Linked DNA regions of Gossypium hirsutum: region 1 is linked to region 2. The links are chromatin contacts, called in public Hi-C maps. All regions are on one chromosome and are shown on one strand. Each heading gives the region's core, a stretch centred on a gene start, on an enhancer-like site or on the middle of the called end of the contact. The rest is flanking DNA. Distances are from core to core; before and after follow the strand shown. Region 1 holds the start of LOC107919486 (probable leucine-rich repeat receptor-like protein kinase At1g68400). Region 2 has its middle 9.4 kb from the start of LOC121226083.

Region 1 (3,843 bases), core at 643-3,142, 120 kb before region 2:
ATTGACTAACATTGGAAGTCCGAAACTTTGGTCACGAGATGACTGGCAGTATAAGTTTCTCGACATACCTTTTAGCAAGTTTAGGAGGCTTCCATTGTTCTGATACTTGTAGAACAGAAGCTTTTCTTCATTTGTACAATTGTAGCCAACAAGGGGTAGGATATTTCGATGCTTCAAGTTCCCGATCCGTGTCATTGTTTGGCTGAACTCTTCAAAAGACACTTGCAACTTCTTCAATCTTTTGACAGCATAAGTGGCATTGTTCTTAAGTATTACCTTGTAAAGGCTACTGCAAATTCCCTGGCTTTGTAAATCAGCCGAGGCTTCGAGGAGATCATCTAATTTAAAGCTTTGATGGTCCTCAACAAAAAAAACAAGCGCTTGGTTTCTATCCTCTTGCTTCACTTCCTGTATAGCATTGATCGGAGAGAGTTTGAGCGGTGTTTCTTTAAGCACCTTTTGTGCTTCTTTCTCTTTCGCTATTTTATCGGCCCTCTTTCTCATATAGTATAAGAACACAAAGAGGAACCCAAAGCCAAGATATAAAGGGATCAAAACAACCAATAGATCGATGGAATTATCTTCACTGGAATCTTTTGAGGCACCTGCAGCTTGTTCATCCTTTCTTCTTGTGTTTAAATGACCATCACTTTGTAATGAAACTGGTTTCTTTAAATACTTATTAGAATGGTCGAATTCCTTTCCAATATATGGACCGATGTTGGTAAAATGATTGTTAGAGATGTCCAAACTCTTGAGATACTTCAACTTGGTTAGAGTGTGAGGAACTCTCCCACTTAACGAATTGCTGCTTAAGTTGAGATACCTCAGCCTAGTGCAGTACGATATCGAGCTCGGTATCGTTCCGTGTATAAGATTCCTCGATAAGCTAAGAACTTGAAGCTTTCGAAGTTTGCAGAGGGCATCTGCATCTATTACACCACTAAGATTCAGATTTTCAAGCCTTATTTCTAATATTGAGGTAGCCTGCAGATTGCACTTCACACCATTAGGCTTATGCAAGCATGGATTTTGTGACAAGTGGTTCCATTGAATCCCAAGTTCGTTTTGTGGATCAACAGATCTAATGAAGCTAAAAAAGGATTTGGATTCATATAACTCACCTCCCATACAGGTTTTGATTAATGCAGAAACAACCGCAATGCATGTTAGCCAGTTGAGAAACAGATCAAACCCTCCCTTTCTCTGCATTTTTGTACAAAGTTTCTTCAAGTCAATGGAAACTTGTTTAAAAGTTACTTCAAAGGCATCATTGTTCCTTCCTCCTTGTTTTTGATATATCTGAAAAAGGACATTTTTTTCTGTCTTAGTTTCCAAAGCTCCCTATTAAATTATACAAAAAAAATGTGGATGAACTTCGAGTAACTCGTCATCTTCAATGAGATGCTACACTCGTACTGGAATTTATTAAGCTATGTTACTCCTACCGTTCTTTTTTTTAAAAGTATTCGAGCTCATGTGCATAACTATAAAGGATACATATATTCACACCCAAGTCCGTGACCACTCCAATATCATGCTCGCAATATCAGTCTTGTTTTCAATAAAGCTGCAGACAAGAATCTAAAACTATTAGTTAGAGTGATTATTTTGGGTGAGGAAATCTGTGAGCAACATCATAATGAAGGAGTAAGTGATAAGATATTGGGACAAAACCTATGTTTGGCGGCTTCGAAGCTTTTCTTCATTTTGGCCACATTCTGTTTTTCTCACCATGACAACAAAATTACGTTGATAACCACAAAGCAACACTGAGTCAGCCGTACACAACCTAACTTTGAGTTTATCCACTTCTTACTCCTAAAACTCTTAAGTGAAAAAGTAGAAATAAAAGCAAATTACAAAAACTAGACCCTCCCCTCTAAAGGAGAAGTCGCAAACAGACAACCTGTAATCTCGATGTTAGACCAATTTGATCAAATAGTCAGCTTCTTAATTTTCCTCTCTACAAATATGCCTGATATCTCATTGTTTAAAACGCGATAGTATTTGATGAATACTTTGAACCAATACAGAGTGGAACCTTACAGAAGATCCATTTTAAATAGCTATAACTGTTTCAAGACAGTCAGGTTAAATTAATCCACTTTCATAAAACTCTTAACTTTAAACAAACTTACTTAGAACTTTTGGCTACTAAATTTACACTATCTTATGAATGTAAATATAAATCATCTTTGCAGTTCAAAAATTGTTAAAATGTGCCAACAATATGATTTTATTAAGATAAAATTTAAAATCATGGAAACTTCGTTTCTACACCAAACCCTATCAAATTTATTTTAAATTTGCTCCCTCGAAAGTCTTACTAAATTGTCTTTATATGTTCTAATTTGATATTATTGTGGGCCAATCCTGCCAGGGCCCATAAAAAAACTAAAACCCAATACAACCAATTACAAACTCAACAAAAATTAGATAGGCCCAAAACCAAAATTTCCCAATTCAAGCCCAATTAGCCTAATACCCAAAAAAATAGAAAAACAAAAGAAACCTTAGTCCGTGCTGCCCCTAACTCCCATAGATCTGCCACCGACTGTGCCACCTCTGCCACCTTTGTCAGCACCGCCCTCCACTTGCACCACCACCTACAAAGACCAAAATCAAAAGTGACAGCAAATATACAAAAACAGATTAAAGTTTTGTAAAATGGCTACATAAGCCATGATAAACCATTGTAGTTTTTTTCCCAGGGGGATTTTTCTTGAATACAATAAAAAACAGATTCAAGTATAAAAACAACAAAAAGCATCAAAGCAGATTGAAGAAAAAAACAAAGTAGAAACGTGCAAAGGTCATTTTTATTTTCTTTATTTTCTAGTTTTTGAAACTGTTCATATTAAAAAATTTCTTTATTTTCCTTTAGTTTAAAAAGAAAAACTGTATATATATATCTCGTATATATATAGAAAAGGGAGGACGAAAACTTACCTGGGGCGTTTGACCACCGTCCACGGCGGAGGGGCGGCGGAGCCACAGCGGTCCCCCTTGCCGGATTCTAGGCTTCGGCCAGAGGGAGAGGGGAGAGCTTTTTCAGTTTTTTTCTCTAAAAACAAAGGCTATATGATTTTTTTTTGTTAAAAACCTAACTTATATAGGCCCCCAAAACGTCGTCGTTTTGAGAGTGGCCTCAAATGCCCAAAACAACGTCGTTTTGGGGTGCCCGATTACCTGACCCATTAACCCCTGGGATCCGCGTGTTTTTAGACGGAAGGGTTAATTGCGCCTTTAGCCCTTTCATTTTTTACTGTTTACAATTAAGTTTCTTTCATTTTTAATTTTTGCCCTATAATTTATTTCGGCTTTCAATTTGGTCCATCTTGAAGCTATGCGTTTTGGAGGGTGGGGATTATTGCCCATTTTGGTCCCTCCTTGTTATTCGCGCGTTCTACTTGGTCATTGTCCTTTTTTATTTATTTCTAATTTGCCCCAAATTTTTGTTTCAAAGTTCAATTTAACCCCCTTTTTTGTTATTTTTGCTATCTTATTATTATATTAATTAATTTAACATTATTATTACTATTATTATTTTCCTTTTTATTTATTTACTTGTTATTATTATCATATTATTAAATTAGTTAGTTTTGCATAATTATTTCTATTATATTTCTTTTTATATTGATTTACCTAATATTTTAAATACATCTATTCTATTTTATCATATTATATTTATTTATTCATAATCTTTTATATGATTCCAAACCTTAGATTATTCATTATTTATTATTTTTATTATCATTCATATTATTCTCATTATTATTAGTATTATTATTTTGAAAACTCTTTTATATCCCATTTATTCATATGGTTCTTTACTATAGT
Region 2 (4,095 bases), core at 410-2,909:
AATATGGTATAGATAACAATTTTTTTTTAATTATTGATGTAAAGGTAAAAATGTTAGAGATTAAATTTAAAGTCTCTTACCACTTAATCTAAGAATCTTACCGTTAAGTAAAAAAATATTTTTATATTTTTAGGTTATAATTAACTAATTACATCAATAGTTTTAATAAAAATAAATTATTAAAAATACTATAAATCGTATCACACGTTTATGCATGTAAAAATTGTAAATTTATAACACTATTGTGTGTTTAAAAATAACATCCAATAAATAATGAAAGATAAAATTTAAATTTAATTAATTAATATATACAGACAATTGTTTACACTTTTCTTTTTCAATTCCAGGTTTAGTGGAACAAATTAATTTCTAGAAAGATTTATTTCAATAAGAAAAACATATTGGATGACGACGACGATGGTTGACGATGATGGTGGCGTATCTTCGAATGAGGATCGTACCACCGAAAAGGTCAAATCCAAAAGGATGGATGTGTATACGATTAGCGGAGTGGTTAATGACTCGAGTTGTGGTATGGTTGTTAATCCCTCTCCAACATAAGTGCTGTCTTGGAAGGACAAAGTGGTTGGTAGTAGATCATTTGATTTTGGATGTGATGAAGATCTGGAATTTTTAGATGGTGATATTATGAAATCTACAGTTAATGGTTACCTACGATTAGCTTTTTCAGAGAGAATCCAAAAACTTTTGGTGCTAGATATGGCAACCACGTTGGTGGTGAAATTGTTGGGTAGGAAAGTGTCGAATGTACCTCTCTATAACAGGATCTCTAGCCTTTGGAAGCCTTCGTAGTAGTTCCATCTCATGGACGTCGAAAATGGTTACTTTCTGGTTAGATTTCAATGTCGGAAAGATTATGAGAGGGTTCTTACTCAGGGGCCATAGATCGTTCTTGGGAAATATCTCATGGTGCAGCCGTGGACTCCTGAATTCAATCCACTTCAGCCATTCCCGAGGAATGTTATGGTTTGGATTCGACTTCCTGGTTTGTCGGGGTTTTTCTATAAACGGAAAATCTTGGAGGAAATAGGCGGGTTGATCCGCAAAGTAGCTAAACTTGATTTCCAGACTGATCGTGGTTCAAGGGGGAAGCTTTCTAGGATGGTAGTGTTTATTGACCTGGAAAAACCTCTTGTTACTAAGATCCTTGTTGATGGTAAGGTACAAAGGGTTGAGTTTGAGTCGTTACCAACTGTTTGCTTTGCTTATGGCAGGTTTGGACATGTACAAGAAGCCTGCCCGGCCGTTGGTCCCAAACAAGTTGATGGTGCGATTGTTTCTCCATCGCCGGTGATTATACCGGAGAAAGAGAAGTCGAAAGAGCCATCGGAACCTTTCTTTCCCTGAATGTTAGTTGAGAAAAAATCAAGGCGAAACTTGAGGGTAAATTAGAATCAAAACTCGATCAAATCGGCATCATTTGGGGAAGGGTCAAGATTTGGGGCCTTGATTTTGATTAGGGACAAAGAATCTGAGTTTGCAGCAGCGGAGCTGCAAATTTCGGGTGTTATATTTCAGAAGGGGGGGTTTGAAGAAGAAAGGTAGGGTTAATTTTGGGGGTAATAACAAATTAGTTGGGTCTAGAACGGGCTCGCTATAGATAGGCGATTTGGGCCATGATAATTCAGTTGGAGCTGGGGTTTCCCGTGGGTCCAATGCTGTGGAGAGTGTTGGGCCTAGTATAGAGAAGAGCAAATTTTTGCATGGGGTTTCGGGGGAAAGACAAATTTTAGAATTTGGGGGTTCAAAAAGCCCGAATAAAACTGATTCTGTTGGGTCTGCTCCAGTCGGTGAAAAATTGGATTGGGTCCAAGGGGAAAAAATCCTAGGGAGGTGCAGGTGAATATTAATGTTCCTAGCAGTATTAATAATTATGTTGATTTGCTGGTTGATAACGAGCGTGAGAATAATTCGGGCACTAATTCCCACTTAAACCCTATGTTCGAAGGATTGATAGAGCAAATACTGCTTCCTATTAAAGATATTCTTGATCCCAGGAAACACTCAACCGTTTTTTTAAGGAAATTGAGGGCCCCAAAAATACTACATCTCCAGGAAAAGTTTTTTTGGCCGAGAATGATAAAGGACTTTTGTCTCTCGGAGGGCGAGATCCGGGTGGGAAAAGGGGGTTGTTTGAAATGGTAGAGTCATCAGTAAGATTTAGGATCGTGGTGGTCGGTTTAAAAATTCAGGCAATACAAGGGTTCTTTTATAAAATAACATGAATTATATAACCAAACTTATCAGAGAAAATGAGGCTAAGAAGGAGAAAATGAGTCATGATGAAAAATGTCGCAGAGAAAACTGTTAAGCTAGTTTTAAGGTTAGTTTTCATATTTCCTTTATTTTTTTATGAATTTATTTATATTTTCATGGAATTGCCAAGGATGTGCAAATATCAAGTTTCTACGGATTTTTCATGAGTATAATCGGGCCTTTTAGAGACAAGAGTTAGTGTGGGTAAAGCTGATTCTATTATTGCTAGTCTTGGTTTCCAGTGCTCTCAGTGAGTGGAGGCAGTAGGTTTTTCTGGTGGCATCTGGGTTGGGTGTAAGTAGTTGCTCCGTGTTGATATACTTTGGAGTCACCCTAAATTCGTTTTGATCCGCATTTCTGAGAATTCTCTCCTAAGACCAATTTTTGTGGTTTTTGTTCGTGGTAATCCAGATAGTTGTAAACGGAGATGCCTTTGTGATGATTTAAAGTCGTAGATTTTGAGGAATGGTTGCCCTTGGTAGGCTATAGGGTATCTCAACGCTATTCTTTCTATCAATGAAAAGAGAGGTGGGCGTGGTAAGGGAAGAAGATGTCCATATTTTGGTGACTTTATGAATTCGGTTGATCTTAATGATTTGGGGTTTAGGGGTTCTCCTTTTACGTGGCATAGGGGTGGAGTTTTTGAGCGTATTGATAAAGCAATTGGAAATGATAAGTTGATGGCTTCTTTTCCAACTTGTTGTGTGACTCATCTCTCAATGCTCAAATCTAACCATAGGCCACTGTTGTTGTCACTTAGGCTATTGATTCATTATTCTAATAGGAGACCCTTTCTTTTTTCGGCGAGATGGGCGAAACACCTAGGTTTGGAAAAGCGGAATTTTAACAGTTAGGGTGAGCAAAATTGGATTCGACTCGAAAAAATTGAAAAAATATTGAATTTCGAGTTAAATGAATCGAGTTATTCGAGTTAATCGAGTTATTCGAATCAACTCGAATTTTTTTTTCAACTTTCGAGTTCGAATCGAGTTGAGTTTTCGAATTCGAATAATTCAAATATCAAACTATAATATTTTACATTTTTACCCCAAACTCCCAAACCTTTTTATTTTTCCCTTAAAACTTTTACTCATTCCCACATTCCCCCCAAAACTTTTACTCCCCTCCCCTCCCAACCCCCAATCTACCCAAAATTCATTTCTCACCAAAATTTTACTCTCCCATTTACTTTTTCTCAAAATTTTACTCCCAAAAACCCTCAAAACCTTTTATTTTTCCCCAAAATTTTTACTTCCTCCCACTTTTTCCCTAAAACTTGTATTCCCTTCTCATCCCACCTCTCATCTACCCCAAACCCTCCCCCCTCCAATTTTTTTTTAATATTTTCCCTCCAAAATTTTACTCCCCCCTATTTACTTTCCCTCAAACTTTTATTCCCAAAAACTTTTTATTTTCCCCCTAAACTTTTACTTCTCACCCTTTACTCTCAAATAAAAAATCAAAATTATCCAAAAAAAAACACTAAACATAAATAGTAATAATTTTACTTATATCTACTATTTATATTATTAAATTAAATTTCACATTTTATATTATTTATATTATTGAATTGTTTAGTCATATTGAATATTTATATTAAAATTGAATTATTAATTATGCCATAAAATATTCGTGTTAAAATTTTATATTGGTATCAATTTCACATTTTATTTTTAAAATAACTTTTATTAAAAAATCATATTTTTACATTTAATATATTTTTTAATTCCAAAATACATAGTGACAAGAATCTGAAGATAATTGAAACAACTAAGCAAGCAAAGAAGCTAACCAGTATATAAAAAATTAATAAATAAA

Evidence for each region. Hi-C and Micro-C count contacts between places; a contact is called where the count stands out from the background.
Region 1: a Hi-C map of leaf shows a contact between it and region 2, with 2.5 times the contacts expected there. The contact joins the promoter of LOC107919486 here to the enhancer-like site in region 2. A contact is called at or near these places in 10 of 34 Hi-C or Micro-C datasets (anther, callus, fibers and 4 more).

The regions. Positions count from the first base shown.
Region 1 is chrD13:49,545,237-49,549,079 of Gossypium_hirsutum_v2.1, reverse strand. It overlaps LOC107919486 (probable leucine-rich repeat receptor-like protein kinase At1g68400), which reads right to left and starts at 1,892. Exons shown (of 3, transcript XM_041109020.1): 1 at 1,678-1,892; 2 at 69-1,570. The coding sequence starts at 1,212.
Region 2 is chrD13:49,427,820-49,431,914 of Gossypium_hirsutum_v2.1, reverse strand. No RefSeq gene overlaps it. Among protein-coding and RNA genes, the nearest start is that of LOC121226083, 9.4 kb to the right of the region's middle. Within about 2 kb of position 1,659, at least 9 of the 9 cell types and tissues checked have an H3K27ac peak or open chromatin away from gene starts, as enhancers often do. A contact at or near this core is called in fibers, hypocotyl and leaf, where this site is marked.